Regions from separate parts of the Mus musculus genome. Here all the other regions are linked to region 3. The links are chromatin contacts, called in public Hi-C and promoter capture Hi-C maps. All regions are on one chromosome and are shown on one strand. Each heading gives the region's core, a stretch centred on a gene start, on an enhancer-like site or on the middle of the called end of the contact. The rest is flanking DNA. Distances are from core to core; before and after follow the strand shown.

Evidence for each region. Promoter capture Hi-C pulls out the DNA fragments that hold promoters and counts their contacts. A called contact is a pair of places that touch in the nucleus more often than the background predicts.
Region 1: a contact with region 3 is called in a promoter capture Hi-C map of pre-B cells. The contact joins the promoter of Elac2 here to the promoter of Sh3bp5l in region 3. A contact is called at or near these places in 1 of 39 promoter capture datasets (pre-B cells) and 1 of 484 Hi-C or Micro-C datasets (muscle stem cells).
Region 2: a Hi-C map of muscle stem cells shows a contact between it and region 3, with 4 times the contacts expected there. The contact joins the promoter of Clk4 here to the promoter of Sh3bp5l in region 3. A contact is called at or near these places in 1 of 39 promoter capture datasets (liver) and 2 of 484 Hi-C or Micro-C datasets (CD8 T cells and muscle stem cells).

Annotation. Positions count from the first base shown.
Region 1 is chr11:64,976,757-64,980,662 of GRCm38.p6, reverse strand. It overlaps Elac2 (elaC ribonuclease Z 2), which reads right to left and starts at 1,628. Exons shown (of 24, transcript NM_001362983.1): 1 at 1,332-1,628; 2 at 895-945; 3 at 686-756; 4 at 1-55. The coding sequence starts at 1,552.
Region 2 is chr11:51,261,126-51,265,267 of GRCm38.p6, reverse strand. Clk4 (CDC like kinase 4) reads right to left here and starts at 2,154. Exons shown (of 13, transcript NM_007714.6): 1 at 1,999-2,154. BC049762 (cDNA sequence BC049762) reads left to right here and starts at 2,264. Exons shown (of 3, transcript NM_001382322.1): 1 at 2,264-2,635. The coding sequence starts at 2,611.
Region 3 is chr11:58,328,805-58,332,911 of GRCm38.p6, reverse strand. It overlaps Sh3bp5l (SH3 binding domain protein 5 like), which reads right to left and starts at 2,205. Exons shown (of 7, transcript NM_024480.5): 1 at 2,120-2,205; 2 at 1,049-1,658. The coding sequence starts at 1,231. It also overlaps a transcript of Zfp672 not described here.

The DNA.
Region 1 (3,906 bases), core at 379-2,878, 6.6 Mb before region 3:
GGTCCAGACAGAACACATTTGGGAAGCCCGGTTTCCTTTAAAGTTAAAATCATTCCTTAAAAGAATGTAAAGAGAAAATAAATAAAAATCCAGCACTCTCAACTTAGCCTGCAGGCCCTGTCCGGTATGTGGTATGTGTGTGTGTGTGTGTGTGTGTGTGTGTGTGTGTGTGTGTGTGTGTGTGTGTGCATGGTGGTGGGGTGCTTCTGGCTATACTAGTTATTTACCTACGTGTCCCTGTTCTAGGGTATAAGCAACTATACAATACATAAAGAGAAAATAATGTTAGCATTGATCTAACCATGCATCAGAGCAGGGTCTGCTATGCAAGGGGGAGGAGGGCACAGTCCACTACCTCATTCTCTCCTCTGCCCATACTACTATGCTTTCAAAATCTGGCAGCCACACAGTCTGGATGACAGTATGTGTCTGAATCCAGCTGCAGAGTCTGATCAGCACCCACCACAGCACTCTGTTGTTAAATCTGTGGTCCAGGTGGAGGTTGTAACCATATCAAGGCCTACTTTTCCGAGTCTAGGTTTTCACACCCCCTACTCAAGCTGACTAAGCTAGTGTACCAGGAATTCTATCTCCCCTGGGCTAGGAAGATGAACAAATGAGCTGCAAGCCATGTTAAGCCCCCAGAAACTTCCCACCGGCCCCTGACCTCCAAACACATACTCACCACACAACCCCCCAACATTTGACCAATGCATCCGAGTCAGAAAGATGTTGTCCAAGCGAGCGACTTTCAGTCTAAGAAAAAAACATACATTTCAGCCAGATGAAACAAAGACGACCAGAGACCGTGTCTGCTGAGAAGTCTCATCTGCCTCTCACCTCAGCTTTCAAGCCCATAATCATCTCCACCCCAGAAGCCAGGAGTTGACTCACTTGTGTTCCTGCATAAGTCGTTGGACGCCTTCTCCGCAGTTAAAAAGGTACCTACAGGAGGAACATTACTGTACTTACAAGTATACTCTGTAAAATGCTTTACTGTAGATACAGCGACATAAATGACAGGGTTCTCATACTGCCTAGTAGGTTTTGAGCCCTCTTTGGTTAGTGACGGAAGAGTGTAGTTTGGTATAGATCAATGGGGAGTGATGTCTTTCCCCATCGACTTATGAAACCGGTCTAGCCCACACACTCACGGTGAGGCCCCCGCTTTGGGATGGTGATGGTGAGAGTCGGGGCACGGGAAGTTTTGCCCGGATACCTGAAAGCCATGCTGACTAAGGGAGGTAAGGGATATATACAGGATTGGACAGGAGGCCTCCCGAGCACGTGGCGCTGGGGCCAATCCCCCAGGGCTGTCGGCCCACTCTGACCTGTTGTATTCCGAGAAGACATAGAGAGCAGCCCCCGCGTCCCGGCCGCCCGCCGCCACCACCTGCAGGTACACGGTGTTCGGGCCCCCGGGACCCGGGCCGCGCTTCTCCCGCGTACGCAGGTGTCGCAGTGGGTCTTTGGATGGCCGCGGCCGACGAGCCGAACCCTGCGACATGGTGCGCAGGCCAAGGGGACGCAACAGTGAGCGGAGCGCCCACATGCACCCGACCACACCAGGCTGACAAGGCAGCCAGACCCCTCACGCCGCCACAAGCACCGCCCCTCCACCGCATGGCGGAACTGACCAATCAGCGCGCCGCCGCGCTAGCTGCCCGCCCATCCAAAGCTCCGCATCCAATCGTAACGAGCCTTGGAGCTCGGAGTCTGTCAATCAAGGTGGACGTAGAGTAAGCGAAAGCTAGAGCGTCGCCGGAGGCCCCGCCCCCCTCACCGGTTCCGGCTTTCCCTGTTGACGTTTTCCGGTTACTGTCACTTGGCGGAAGCGGGACTTCTGAGAGTGCAAGTACTCGAAAGGCATTACTGGGAAAGGACTGAGTCTTTTTCAGGTTCATCGTCTTCTGTCAGGAGCTCTGCCCTTCGACAAAAGTATTCCAAGTTTGCATTGTTCTTGCTTATGATGATGGTGACGATCTCATGGGAGATAGATCTGGCTAATTTGATTTCCACCATAAGAACACATTTCAGATGATATTCTTTGTTTTGGCGTGAGAATAGAGATGAAAAGACTAAGTAAACTTCGTAGTGTTGCGTCTTATTGCTGTTATGAGCCGGTCCTCTCTGCCTTGCATTCCTTACTTCAAGACGGAAATAGTTTAACAGTGCTTATCTTTGGGAGATATTTAGAATTAACATGGCTGTGGGGACCTCGAAAGTCGACTTAGGACACCCCAAGACCAAGTTCTCAGAACAAAGGAGATTTATTTTCCCCAGAGAGACAAAAGGCAGTGAATAAGAGACAAAGAAAGAAGATAGAGACTAGGACGAAGAGAAAAGGGTCAAGAGAGAGGAGAGAGGAGTATTTGCACCCGAAACACGAAGGGCTGCCTCTGGATAGGGAGGAGACCGACCCATAGGCAAATAACAGTTCATAAAGGTTAAAAAAAAAATCCGATGTTAGGATAAGTTGGTTTGTTTTGATTGTGTATATTAATTACATAAGCCAAAGGGGGCTTTTCAAGGGGCTGGACTTCAGTGCTTTGTTAGCTGGACCTTAGTGGTCAGCCTCAAGAGGAGAAAATGGTCAAATAAGGGAATAGACCTTGGTGTCTAGCTTTATGGATGTAATCTAATGATTTTTAGCAAGATGGAGGGTATGGCGGTGAAGCCAAGGCCTGCCAGAGTCGTATTTGGCATGCTTGGTTGGCTAAAGGCCCTTTGATGGTCGGTGCTTTGAGTGGCACTAAAGAGATACGCAGAATAAATAATAGAAATTTATGGAGAAGAAAATGTTGCCACCTGCAGGAAATGTATTTAAACAAGTATTCAGGGAGACTGTCAGATGTCTGAGGCTGGACTGTCAGGTGGCTCTGAGGCTGGAGCTGGACAATCAAGATAGTGAGTTGGAGGTGAACCTGGGGCTACATGAGACCCTTTCCCAACTTGGGTGGATGGGCAGGAAGACACACACACTTTTTTTTTTTTTTAATGCTGAGACCAAATGGATCGATCATAGTTCAAGATCACTATTTTTGAGAGGTCGGAGTTTCTGTTGCCAGCACCTACATGGTGACTCACAAGTTATCTTCTGAGACTCCATTCCCACAGAAACTCACATCTTCTGACCTTAGCAGGTATCAGTTAGGCACCTGAAGTACAAACATACATTCACAAAAAACATCCATATACATTTCAAAACAGTAACATCCAGGAATGATGGCTCCCCTGAGGTCAAGCCCAGCCTGGGGTCCTTAGTGGATCTAGGCTAGCAGAGAAAGAGGGAGGGCAGACTGAGAGGATGACTATGTGCGAGTCACTGTAACATTCCGTGTCCCAGTGTGGGTCATTTGAGAAAAAGGCCTACTACCATTTCAGAGGCTCTTGAGGGTTTCTCCACAACAGAGCTCTCCGTTGAATCCTCTAGAAATTCAGAAAGCACACTTGAGGAATGTGGCGTGGTGTTTACTGGAGAGCCTCACTGAATATGAAACTGGCTCTGTGACAATTACCATCCTACTTGAAGTAATCATACCAGTGAGCGGCAGGGAAACCCCAGATAACTGAACATCTTTTAAGGAAAGGAAAGGTTGTAACATACTATTACCCAGCCAAGAACAAGAAGAATTACACTTGCTTGGGGCTAGTTAGGATTAAGATTAGGGAAATCACATTTATGAAATCTTGAATATCTTGAGCTTTATAAGATAGTGGCTGCCATTTTAGTTTAAGCCCCTAAAGCTTTTACCACACACACACACACACACACACACACACACACACACACATTTTATCAAGAGAGTGTCTCTCTGTGTAACTTTGGCTGTCCTGGAACTCACTCTATAGACCAGACTGGCCTCAAACTCAGAGATCCATCTGCTTTTGTCTCCCAGGTGCTGG
Region 2 (4,142 bases), core at 905-3,404, 7.1 Mb after region 3:
TGATACTATTATTATTTCCTGATTACTGAGGACGTAATGAGGGGAGAGGAGGTTTCTAATTGCTAGGCGAGACTCTACCACCGACCTACATACCCCCTGTCCAAATATTCAGTAAACCATATTCGTTCTTCTAATTCTGTGCCTGCCAGGCATCTTCCTGATAATGTGGCTTCTCTTGCTCAGTCAAAAATGAGAAAGCATGGATTAAACCACACACACACACACACACACACACACACACACAAATCCTAAATTCTTGATAGGTACCTTGGTTAAAAAAAAAGTTAGTAAGCCAAGCATTCCTTTCGATATAGTCATTTTAATATGGTGAAGTAAAACAGACAACACTGCAAACTTGCTGGAGACAAAAGCCCAAACTCAAGCTTTAGAGAAACACTCATCTTCCTATTTCCACTGGAGTTCTGCTGACATATTCCTCCTATTATCAAAATTGTATTTAAGGTTTTAGTTTGATTAAGGCTTTTTTTTTTTCTCTTTAGAGGGGGTGAGGGGAGGGAATTAAATTCTGAATCCCAAGCCACCGGGCTACAGGCTAAGCACTCTCAAAACACAGCAGCCCAGTGTACAGCTTCTGATGACTCATCCTTGTGACTGGCCATTAGGGTTTCACAAGTCTTGGTTGCTTGCTTCAAGTTACCCCCTCCCCCTCCACTTCACATCGCTACAGCCAGTTTACCTCTCACAGGACAAATCTCAACTTCTCAAGTGACTAATATGCAAACCCACCTATCAGTGGGTCCTTGTCCCAATAGGCCCCGACTAACATTCCCCATCCCTCCTCTGATCTCTGGCCGAGTTCGGAAATACTTTGTTTTTAGGCAGGTGTGGTGACACGTGCCACCCTAGAGGCAGAGGCAGGTGGAGTTCTGAGAGACTTCAAGGACAGCCTGGTCTGCACAGCGAGACCTTGTTTCAAACAACCAACAAAGAAATATTTACTTAGGAGGCAAAGTAAAAGATTTCTGAGCTCATGAGAGCTTTCATACACAGGAAAGAAAAGCTACCTCAAAATATTACACTATCTCTAACACTTAAAAATCATGCTACAATCCTCTGTATCCTTTCAATAAAAGATACAATGGAACCCATATGTATACGCTCATACTAGAAATATTATTCTCCACCACGTTTTAGAAGTTTCAGTCTCCCATTTAAGTGGGGGTACAAGAGGCCCTCGGGTGCGTGTTCAAAATTAGGCCAAATATCTGCAGCTTTAACATTAGACCAGGTGACAATCGGTCCACTGGTTTAGAGGGTTGGCTACTTGAGCAACAGAGCTGTCACAATGTAAATGCAATGTTCGCTCTCTAATTCCATCACTCAGCTCTCTAATCCCATCACTCAGGAGGCAGAGGCAGGAGAATCTCCTGAGTTCGAGTCCTGCCTGGCCTACATAATGCCTGGGCAATCGGGGCGACCCAGATCTAGGGGGGGCTTGGGGTGGGGTGACCGCCTGGCATGAAGGACGAACCTTCCTTCCCAAGTGTGATCCTCGAAGCTGGAGGTGAACTCCAGCCGCTGCCTGGCTCGCCGCAGCGCCTGCCCTACCTCTTCCGGGCAGCTGGCCAGGGCCCTTAGAGCTGAACAACAGAGCGAATAGCGGACTTTGGAAAAGGCTCCGGTTATGCAAACGGCCGAGGCCACAGACAGGGGTGAGTAGGGGGTCGGGGTGACTTCGACTCTGGACGGCACTAGTACCGGGGATGCGTCCCGCCAAGGGTCTCCCCGCTGGTTCCTGCGATGGACGGCCGAGGCCTTGACAAGAGGTGAGCGAGGCCCAAGCTGCCGGACCGCACCGTCGGGCGAACCCGGGGCCTGCGGGCCTTGACTCGAGCGGCGAAACCGCGGCAGCTCGGGTGTTGTCGCCGCCGGCCGAGAGGCACCCCGCCAGCCCCGCGGACGCATCCTCCCGGTGCTGACGCCCAAAGCCCACTCTCTCCTCAGACACCTGGCTCCGCGCGACACTGCCCACCTCACCTCCGCAAAAGCAAGCGGCCTTTTGGCCGAGAAATGTCGCCAAACCGCCGTCGTTCCTCTCCAGCCGCTGCGACAGACACCGACAAAATGGCGTCCGCGCCGTCACCCTACAACCTCCTCAGGTGGCTCCAGCGCCACCTACGCCGAGCCAGCGCGCATGCGTCACGAAGCCTCGTGCCCGCCCACAGATCGTGCAAGGGGACGAGGGGTCTGTGACGTCAGGGACGGCGGGGCTTGATCAGCCACACTGCGGCTGCGCAGCGCTGGAGGCGCGGGTAGGACGAGGTTCTGTCCGCTTGTCAGGCTGAGGTTCTTTCTGTTCTTAGGTGAACCTGGAAGCCCGCCTTAAGTCTGCGGCGCGCGTCGGGCTCTCGAAGAGTTTTGCTGGGCGTGGCCACGCTGGGTAGGGCCAACCTCTGACCTTTTCCCATCAGCTTAAAGTGGGAAGCTCATCGCACTCCATCTACCAGTCGCCCCTCAACCTCAGCTCCAGGTAGAGCCACCAGAGCGCAGAGTCCCCGAATGCTCCCAGCTAGGGCAGCTCAGTGACCAGGATATGGCTGTCACCTGGCGCTTCCGCTCTAAACTGGATTTGGAGAAGTTTACCTGAATATGCCTCTAAAAACAAGCGTAGCAGGTGCTTACCCTTCTCTTTCTCTTTGCCTTCCTCTCTCTCTTCCTCCTCGCCTTCTCAGCCAGCAAATCGAAAGGAATGGGGAGGTTTGTCCTAAGACTTCTGACAGTATTCTTCCGGTTACAACCATGGCAGCCTCATGATTTTCTACTACAGTTACTCAACAAACGGGCATTTGTGGTCAGACTTTTTGGTTTTTTTTTCGAGACAGGGTTTCTCTGTGTAATCCTGGCTGTCCTGGAACTCACTCGGTAGACCAGGCTGGCCTTGAACTCAGAAACTCACCTGCCTCTTGCCTCCCAAGTGCTGGGATTAAAGGCGTGCACTATCACTGCCTGGCGACATAACAAATTCTTAATATATATCCTTTTTTAATTTCAGAGAACTGGGCTTTTGTGGTGCAGGCCTGTAATCCCAGCATTTAGGATTTAGAAACAGGAGGATCAGGAATTCTAGGTCATCCTGGGCCATATAGCAAGTTCAAGGCCAGTCTGAGCTACATGAGATCAAAACTCAAAAAACAAAACTGCTGAGAATCCAACACCATAATTACTGTCTAACCCAGTAGGGTTGAACTTCTTCTGGTCGTCCTATCTCTTATCTCCTTCCTCCAAGAGCTTGAAGCATAAATATGAGCTGTCATAACCAGATTAATTAAATACTCTATGCCAATCACTTTATAGACAGTCTTAGTAATCTAGACAACTCTAAGAGGTGATTCTTAGCTCCTTGCTTTAATGACAAATTTAACTCCTGAAAATACCATTCAAACTTTGCTAGCTTACGGTTTCATTGTCATACTTACTGCCTCCATTCATGCAACAAAGTAAAAAACAACTTACTTTTTTCTTAATCAGTTAGAGAAAAGTATTCTGAGTCCATCTTTTGGCAAGACCAAAAGGGTCTGTCTTGAAAAGGCTCGTTTCATGGTGATTTGTCTCTGAAGCTCCCATTATGAAACAATGAATCCCTTCACATTTAGCAAAGTTGATTAAAGGCCACACCATGAATGAGTCACAATGGATCTCTCAGGCATCCCATACTGCCCAAGATGGACAATATCCCAGTTTCCTCCAGGGTTCCTAACACTTCTGAAGAGAAAGTCAAACAGCACAGGAGTAACAAAGATTCAGTCAAACAATGTTGAAAGCATCCCAATTCCCAGTGCACTCTGCAGAGCATATGGAGTGGGCAGGAAGCATCTGAATTCATACCATTCAGGGAATACAGGAAGTGCCCTGCACTGCTCCTTTAATTACTTATATGGGTCTCTCTTCTCTCCTTCCCCACTATTCTTTCTTCTTTTTTCCCCTCTTCCTTTGTGATCGTCTTTGTATACACAGGGACAATCTGGAACTTATTATTTAGTCTAAGCTTGCCTGGAACTTGTAGAAATCCTCCTGTTACAGCTTCCGAATTGCTGGCATCACTGGTGTGAGCTATTAGGTCTGACCTATCAATGAACGGGTCTCAGATCCAGGGCCAGATCACAGATGCATGTACCCTCTGG
Region 3 (4,107 bases), core at 956-3,455:
GAAGCCCAAGAATTCAAGCTCTGGGATGTTCTAGCTACCTAGAAGGAGCTAAATCATGTTCCCAGTAACAGCATCTCAGATGCAACCTATCTGAATAGCAGCCCTGGACCCCAGACATACAGCACGTATTAGCCATTATCAGCCCATATCAGAAACTTTCCCATACAGTCCATTTAGACAGTACCCTGAAACACGATAGATAACTAAGCTTGTCCTAGCAGGCCATCTCCTCCACAATGACCACTCTTCCTCATACCAGTTCCCTGAGTCTCTTACACAACCATCTCTCTGGTTTACCAACTAGACTGTGCACATTCCATGACAGTAAACTATCCTGACATTCTTTTGGTAAGCCCACAATTCCAAGAGCCAGAAATATATATTAAAGGCCAATCACAACAGAGATAAATCCTTGCAATATAAAAAGTTTCCTGCTGATCATGGTGGCACACACCTAATTTAATCCCAGGAGCAGGGAGGCAGAAGCAGGCAGATCTCGGAGTTCTAGGCCACCCTAGTCTACAAATCAAGTTCCAGGACAGCCAGGGCTACACAAGAGAATCCTGTCTCAAAGAGAGGGGGATGGGGAGGAGGGAAGGGAGTTGATTTCCTTACAGACTCAAACCTTACCGTGCCTTTCAAATACCTGAAAGGTCTCACAACTCAAAATGATTCTGAGAGACATATCTAAGAAGGTAAAAGGTGGGGGGGGGGGGGGGGAGATTTCCTCAGCCTCCAAACTGCCTCCCAGTCTCAGCCATCTCCTCTTGCCTCCAGGATATGTAAGATACCTGAGCTAGCAATCTTTTTGCTTATTCAGAAAGAAGAACAATGAGTGGTTCTATGCCCCAAGCACTCAGGCAGGGTCCCTGCTCTCCATCAGCACTTGTCACACTTGTCACACTGAACCGCCACGTTTTATGTACATGTCTGCTTCCCTTTCCCACCCCAGCCCACTGTGAGAGAGGAGTCTAAGGCCTCATTGATCCCACAGCTCTTCAGCAAGTCTGGCCTCTGGACTTCTGACCTCCTCCATCAGCCTTCTCACCTGTATCCTAGGATCCAGTTCCTCCTCCTCTCTAGGGGACAATTTGGTCTCACTGCTGTTGCTTCCACTTCCTCCAGGCTCCTCTGCGACCGGGCTCCTAGGGCCCTCATCCTCTACCACCTCTGACCGAAGTTCCCCCTGCGGAGTCTCCCGGCCCCCTGCAGCCTTTTTGAGATCAGCCATGCTGGCTGGAAGAGGGCAAAGCCCTATGCACAAGAGAGGGCTGGCATGCTGGGAGCAGGGCCCCAGTTTGAGGCTTCCTGGACTTTGGATGGAACAGAATAGGGCTTTCTCTTCTCAAAGGCCGAAGAGAAGCAGCACAGATGGGCCTCGCGTTCAGTTAGAGGCTGAGCTTCGAACTGCTGAGGAGGTCCTTATAACTAAAGCTTCGTCTGTGCAAAAGTTCTTCACACCTCACCACGGGGAGCCCACCAAGAGACCCCAGCGGCAACAGCTCCAACTCAAGGAGCAAAGGGGGCCTGGATCCTGGGCCGACGCCTGGGAAGAGGAGCACCATTCGGGAGGGTGGAGGCAAGCGCCTCCAGGCTGTGGTGGCAGATGGAGAGAAAGCTAAGTCCAAGCAGAGGGTGGGAGATGCGCCTCTGGGGAGCTGCAGGAGACACAAAGGTCAAGTTACATAGGATGTCAGCATCAGAACCTTGGCCAGCAGCCTCCTCCGCGTCCTGGGTCTCCCCAAGATACCACTGGTTTCCCAACACACACTCCCGAGATCCGACCAGTCCCCCACCTCAACTTCTTTCCTCCGGCCTCAAGGACTTTAGGTCCGACTCTGCTCGCGTCCCTGTTCCCTCCACAGTCCCTCCCCTTCCAAACTTCCCTCTGAGCCCCACCCTCTCTCCTCCACACCCTTTTTCTACCAAGCCCGTCCCCCTCGGTCCGGCTTTGCAATTCACCTTCTATCCCCCAACCTTGCCTCTCCAGCCCTGGGGGCCATCTGAGCCTCCAGGCTCCAAGCGCATACTCTTCCGCGGACCCAGCGTCTGAGTCCCAGCCATCCCATGTAACCAGGCGAAAAAAAAAATGCCCCTTCCCGGCTTTACCTCAGTTTACCTTGCTTTACGGGGAGCGTCTACGGAGCAAACAATCTTCCCCCTCCCTCCGCAACAAGACCGTCCAACCAAAAACGCCCTGGCAGAGAGGAAACGGAAATACGCCATCGCGTAAAAACGCTATTTTTTTTTTTCCTCTCTGACAAGTATTGCCCGATGTAAGCTCACGCTCGGCGTGCTAAACGTTCAGGGTCCGTACAAGATGGCGCTACTCTACATCCGACGTCGCCTTTCCTAGCTCCCAGTTCACCCGCCAACCAAGCCTAAATAAAATGAATGCATGAGTAAGAGTTGCTGAGGAAAACTACAGCAGGTGATGAAAATCGATAGTCCCTCCCAATTCGAGAAATGCTAGCAATAGTGTCGTACGCGGGAGCGGCCATCGTTGCTTTAGGAACAGAGGCGGGGCTAAGGACTGTCACTGCCTGGCGCGACCGGAGGTGATGCAACTTCCGGTTTCGGCTAGCTCCTATCTGGGTATTGCTAACAAAAACGAAGTCGTTTTTCAAAAGTGATTTTTTTTTTCCTTTTCTTTTCTTTTTTCTCGGTTCAGTGAATCCGGCGGACTCTAGGTCGAGACAGGTGGGTGAACCTCTCCCGACACCTGCAGCGGGCGCCATCTCTCCCGCTAAGTAGCCGGCCTCACGGGACGCCGGCTACCGCGTGAATGCAGAGGATCTCACTGTTAGCTCACTTTCCTAGAGTGGGAGGAGGAGGCTCGAACTTAGCCCAGTGAGCTCCCTGCTTCGTTCATGGGTGGTCTGGATACCAGTGCTATGTGTGGCTTGCAAGACGGACCGAAGCCATGGATGGGATGCAGGATGGATGCTTGCGTGGTACAAATGTCTGACGGCCTCGGGGCCCCAGGCTTTTTTTCTGGAGATGAAACACGTATCCGGGCCCAATTCTCTTCCCATTGGGTTCTGTTGAACATAGCCCGTGTTTAGTAAATCGGTAAAGAGTCTGTTTAGTCAAGAGCTGCCTTCCTATCTGTGAAGGAGTCTTTAGGTGTTTCTAGAGGCATGAGAATGGAGGAGGACGGGGTTCCACAGTCTGAAGTGAAAGGAATTCCAGAGCTGGTCCCTGTTAGGGTCCAGGAGTCGCCCCACAAACCACAGGAATATCAATCTCAGTCAGACAGGGATAGTGTATTGAATGCACACCCCACGGTCGGTAGACATAGCTTAGACTCTGGAACTGAATGCTACTATCATGAACTTCGTTTCAGGGTCAGTTTATATAGGCAGAAACCCATAATGAACTCACAAGCAATTGCGGGGAGGGCTTGTAGGGTTATTGGCCTTTTTCCAAGTTGTGTGTGTGTGTGTTTAAATAATTTAGACATAACAGTTCAAGTTGACTTCTATCTTGCTTAGCTCTGAGTGAAGTCTGCAATTGGGGAGTTTGCAAGAAGAACAGTCCTCAAAACATGGTAACAAACCTCTGAACATACCGGGATATATGGTCAACATGACCACGGTCTGAGCCAGACTATTCTCTGGGTCAGCAGTCAGTCTAATTTCAGTGGCAGCAGTATGAGATGGCACTCATACTGGCAGGCGAGAAGCAAAATGGCTACAGCTATGCCAGGGAGGCAGTGCCAGGGGAACAGGCTTCAACTGTCTATGCTGTAAGTCCAGTTTGTGTCTAGTTAGCAGTTACACTAAAAAGTATTCTGTGGCTTGTCAAAGAACGATAAGGAAGGCCGTGTAAACAGTGGTTCTCAACCTTCCTAGTCCTGCGACCCTTTAAAGTGCTGTCCCCCAACTGTAAAATTATTTTGTTTCTCCTCCATAACTGTAATTTTGCGACTGTTATGAATTATAATGTAAATATCTGATATTCAAGTATGGTATCAGGTATAATATGTGACCCTCCCCCAAAGAGGTCACAACCTACAGGTTAAGAACTGGTATAAAGGATTGTACAGCTAGATATAGGAGCCAGTACAGTGGGGGAGAAATAGGACTCCAACTAGAGATGAACAAG